Regions from separate parts of the Mus musculus genome. Here region 2 is linked to region 1. The links are chromatin contacts, called in public Micro-C maps. All regions are on one chromosome and are shown on one strand. The core of a region is the stretch at or near the end of the contact, and the rest is flanking DNA. Distances in the headings are between cores, read along the strand shown.

Evidence for each region. Hi-C and Micro-C count contacts between places; a contact is called where the count stands out from the background.
Region 2: a contact with region 1 is called in a Micro-C map of embryonic stem cells, with 1.8 times the contacts expected there. The contact joins the promoter of Aqp6 here to the promoter of Pou6f1 in region 1. A contact is called at or near these places in 1 of 39 promoter capture datasets (hippocampal neurons) and 1 of 484 Hi-C or Micro-C datasets (embryonic stem cells).

What each region holds. Positions count from the first base shown.
Region 1 is chr15:100,598,723-100,601,266 of GRCm38.p6, forward strand. Pou6f1 (POU domain, class 6, transcription factor 1) reads right to left here and starts at 1,262. Exons shown (of 11, transcript NM_001304965.1): 1 at 1,041-1,262.
Region 2 is chr15:99,599,924-99,602,467 of GRCm38.p6, forward strand. It overlaps Aqp6 (aquaporin 6), which reads left to right and starts at 1,277. Exons shown (of 5, transcript NM_175087.5): 1 at 1,277-1,877. The coding sequence starts at 1,485. It overlaps Gm34765 (a long non-coding RNA gene), which reads right to left and starts at 1,619. Exons shown (of 5, transcript XR_875660.2): 1 at 1,515-1,619.

The DNA.
Region 1 (2,544 bases), core at 12-2,511:
TTCCAGGACAGGTGGGGCTTTGTCTGAGTGCGGCTCTCGCACACTGATTTTTTTTTATTGAAGTACCATAGAAGGAATGAATGTGATTCTGCTTTACATATGTAAAGAGGCCCCCGAGTCACAGAAATATCCTGCTCACAAACTTCAATCAAAACGGAATACACGCCCAGCATGCCGGTTTGCAGTGTTGACTGTCGTAGATTACCAAAGCGACGGGTATATATGCATGGAACTGGGGGCCCCGCCTTCTATTTTGTGAGCAAGGAATGCCAGGGAGCCAACAGGCTACAGTCTCTGTGTCTGCTAGGAGCTTCCTGTCTTTGGCCTAGGGAAGCTTTTGAGCAGGCTTTCATTTTCTCCTGCCCAGCTGCAGCGACTACTCTGTAAAGGTTTCAGGCTTCCCACCCAAGCCCGAGGAGGCGATCTTAGCGCTGAAGTGGCTTAGAAGCCACTCTGGAGATCCCTCAGCCTTGCCAGGTGCAAATGTCCCGGGAGGAGATAGTGGGCCCGTTTTATGACATTATTAATACTAATACTGTCATTAAATATTTATGAAGTGCTCACGCTCTGATCGACGGTGACCCTCCCACCATTCCCCCATCCTTCCAGTGACAGCGAGGTCTCTGCCCCCCAGAGTCCCACCAGCCCTTTCTCCGGAGTAGCGGTGACAGGTCGCCAGGGAACCCAAGCGTCCCGGGATCCAGGACTCTACGTGCCTCTCCCCGACACCCCGCCCCCCACCAGGGCAGGGCGTCCACCCAAGCGGCCGCCCCTCCTCGAGTGTCCGCGGGGACCGGAGACCAGGGTGCGGCCCGGGGTCTGCGGCCCCAGGTGGGCAGAGCGCGGCCCTCGACTCCCAGAGCTCCAGCCTCCGGGGCCGCAGCCCGCCGCCCCGGCCCCGCGCCTTTTTCTCTCTTTATCATAAATATATAAATTATGCTAATTACGGGCATTGCATATTAACCAAATTCGAAACCTCCCCTGCCCGGCCCCCTCCCCCTCCGTGCAAAGCCCTCCCCGCCCCGGACCCCGCTACTCACCGGAGCCCGAAGCCCAGCCTCCCGCTCCCCGGCTGCCCAGCGGCCACCGGCTAGACACTCATCCCCCAGCCCGGGCCAGGGGGCCGCGGCCGGGGCGGCCGCCCGCAGACAAAGAAGCCGGAGCGGCTCGGCCCGGCTCGCTCGGCCCGGAGCCACTCGGGACCCGCCGCCCCCTGAGCCCCCCGCCGGGGCTGGCAGAGCGGAGCGGCGGTGGGTTGCGGGCCACGCACGGGCCGGGACGCCGGGGGCGGGGGCGGCCAGGTGCAGTCCCCTCCTCGCCCCCTCCTCCCTCCCCCCCTTTCCCTCCTTCTGCTACTTGGATTTTTTTAGCTGCTGCGTCATGAGCATAATTTATGCAAAGCGCTTTGCCGCATGCTGCACCTCCCGCGCCAGCCGCCGGGGGCGGCGGTCAGGAAAAGGAGGGGGGGTCTGGGAAGCTGCGAGCTGCGCGTGGGGGTGGGTAGGAACCCCAGGCCTCGCGGGGACTGGGACCCAGGGCCTGTGGGGCCGCTTGACTCAGCCCCCTTGGAGAGCAGGACTGGAGTCTCGATAGGGGACCCCGTGTCGCCTTCCCTTCAGCCGAGGATTGAGCAGTGACAACCGTGACTCTCTGGTGGTCAACTGCCCTTCTCAACGGCCAACCTCAAGTTCACGTCTGTCCTCTAGGCCGTAAAGGAGAGGGAACTCGGACGTCACTAAGGCTCAGGGTCTCCGGAGCAGCTGTGCACATCCCAGAGGGACCAGGGTCCCGGACGCTCTGCTGAGCTAGCTCGCTTTCCCACCTTCAGGAGGGGCGGGGTCCCACCTGCAGCCTGCGGGCTAGTCAAGCAGCACACGAAGGTGTGAAAAGAAAGGCAAAGTTTGACGCGATGGAGAAAAACAAGCCACTGTTTTGGGGACCGTGATGGTGGGGAGGGTTTGTTATATCTACTGACTTTTGAAGGTAGAGGGAGACTCAGAGGCCGATTAGGGGCCAGGGGAACGAAGGTTTGGGACATAATGGACAAAAGAAGGAAGACCAGGAGAGCGAGAAAGAATGAAGGGAGTCACCAGAGAAGAGCGTTATCAACGCAGCCAAGTGGATTCCCAACAGTGTTTCCCTCTTCGCCCTCACCCCACACCCGTGCTTCCGTGGTCTAGGATGATCTCGGTAGGCCGTGCAGAAGCAGCAATAGGAGAAATGATGAACTGTAGAGCCCTTGCCAGACAGTCCCTTAAACGTCTCCAGTGGAAGCACACACTCAGGAGGAGAGGGGAGCAGCATCGGCTGGGTTTGACCAACAGGTACACTCCAGGCTGCCTGCATCATGCTGGCTACTGGTGCCGCAGAGCTGGGCTGTCCGCTGTTTTCCTGGGGCCATGGAGGAGGCACTGCGGGTGAGACTAACTAAAGGGTCAAGAACCAGAAAGCTTGGGGTTTTATCCCAGCGCGTCCATCCATTTGCGGTCTAGGCAAACGATACAGTTTAGTTTTACAAACAGAGGTAGCCTGAGCCGGGCACCG
Region 2 (2,544 bases), core at 27-2,526, 1.0 Mb before region 1:
AGATGGCCTTAGGACAGAGCAGGTGGCGCTGGAAGCTGTCCTCCAGGATGGGTTAAGAGGTTCAGGCGAAGAGTACAGAAGGCTCTCCATGAAGGGGTGGGGGTGGGGGTGGAGATGGCAGGATGTTCATCCCAGGATGCCAGGGGACAAAGGAAGAAGGACGAGGGAGGCAGGAGGAATGGGGCCCCACAGGACCTTGTCATTCTGGCTTAGACCTCCAAAGAGGGTGGCAGAGACTGCAGCAGGACAGCAGCCGGCTGAGCACTGCTTTAAAAAACAAAACAAAACAAAGCATCATTCAGACCGCAGTGTGGAGGACTGAGGAGGGCAAAGTGAGGGCGGACCGGCTAAAGGCTGCACGGTGAGGAGGAGAGCCCAGCCGGGACCACTCGGGATTCAAAACTAGCAGAGTTCGATGCCTTCCTCTGGAAAGGGGTCAAAGACACTTCTTGGGTGCCACCAACTGCGCTGGAGAGAAGTGTGGGAGACAGGGAGGGTGGCATTTGGGGACAGACTCTGTTTGAGGAGCCTGCAGTTAACCAGGTGCAGCCAGGGTTAGGGCAGGATGCAGGTATTGCTTGGGCAGCTCCACAGAGGGAACACCTCTGTTTGAGAAATCTGATGCTACTGGGGAAGAGGCACGGTGACACTTTAGGATGACATAGCTATATAAGTAGATAACCCATCTGATGTAATAAATCATGGGGGTGGGGGGCTCTGAGAACAAGGTCCCGAAGGGAGGCAGAGAGGCAGGAAGTGAGGGAAAAAGCACAGGGGATCCCCCACCGGCGGACAGCAGAACTGTTCGGGCCACATGCAGCAGCTATCATGGTTTGAGCATCCGTGTGGTGAACCCCAGCTCCTTTCCACACCACCAGGACCACATCCTCAATCAAGTTGATTGCCCGTGCCTGAGACCTGGATGCCATGTTTTACGGGGGAATGGTGGAAAGAACTTAATTTCGCACCTGGGCTTATGGGGCACAGAATACACCCCACCATTTAAGAAGAAGAGACTAGGCAATTAGCACACAGGCACCCCTGCAGCAGGCCTTGGATGTGGGTTTCTCCATGATCTTGCTGGTCTCTAAGCTGACATTAGGGATCTGACTTCCACTCCCCAAGTCCCCAAGTCCCAGGCTAGACTTCTTTTGGCAGCCAGTCCCGGGAGGTTCCAGCTCAGTGCCCAGTGTTCCTCCTTACTGGCCTGGCCCCCTCCTGTCAGGTGAGCCCCGAGCTGGAACAGACACGTGAGCACTCTGAACCTCCCACCCCCAGACACGCACAATGCCATCAGCTGGCTCCCCATGAATCTGAGCAGCTTGTTTCTAAGGCCAGCAGTGTGCTGGGGGCACCTTAGCTGGCTGGGGAAGCTGCCACAGAAAGGGAGGCCAGGAGAGCTGGGGAGGGGTCAAGAGACCTGAGGGAACAGAACGAATCAGGGAGAAGAGGCAGCAGACCTGAAGGCAAGCAGGTGACAAGACATGGAGCCAGGGCTGTGTAGCAGGGCTTACCTTCTGGTTGGCGGGCTTTGGACCGCCATCAGCAAGGCGCTTTTTGCTGAGTTCCTGGCCACGGGGCTGTACGTTTTCTTTGGTGTGGGCTCTGTTCTGCCCTGGCCTGTGGCGCTTCCCTCTGTGCTCCAGATCGCCATCACCTTCAATCTGGCCACAGCCACAGCCGTGCAGATCTCCTGGAAGACCAGCGGGGCCCACGCCAACCCTGCTGTGACCCTGGCCTACCTCGTGGGATCCCATATCTCTCTGCCTCGGGCTATGGCCTATATCGCTGCGCAGCTGGCTGGGGCCACAGCTGGGGCTGCTCTTCTTTACGGGGTAACTCCAGGAGGTATTCGAGAGACCCTTGGGGTCAACGTGGTAGGTGCAAAGAGGCCCAGTCATGTGGCAGATGATAGGGCACCTGAGGGAGTCAGATGGTCACGGTGGGAGGCCAGACAGGAGGAAACAATGTAGCTATTCTGAGCTGCCCCGGGTTCCTCTCCCATTTAAGCATTCACCTAGGCCAGACAGAAATGGCAACATGGTGTGATAAACAGATGGGACACCGAGACAATACGAAGGGGAGGGAATCAGGGGCAGCTAAGAGCTGTCAGCGAGGAGCCAAGCTGGGCTTGAGAGGGAGAGGGAGAGGGAGAGGGAGAGGGAGAGGGAGAGGGAGAGGGAGAGGGAGAGGGAGAGGAGAGAGAGAGAAGGAGAGGGAGAGGGAGAGGGAGAGGGAGAGGGAGAGGGAGAGGGAGAGGGAGAGGGAGAGGGAGAGCCCTACCTAACTGGCCTTGTACTCTCTCTGTGTATCCTGCTGGTTTCTCTGTTTCCGAGGCCTGCTTCACTCCTCTCATCATCTTTGCTCCATCTGCTTCCACCTCTACCCGCAGCCCCTCCATTCTTCCCTCAAGCTTTTTCATCACTCCTTAACTTCTGAGGCACCGTTGAACCGCGGGCCTCACTCAATGGGAGAGTGGGAGACGTGTCAGGCACTTGCACGGGGAGCAGGCATCCGGATGCAATGCGAGCCGGCTGCACAGAC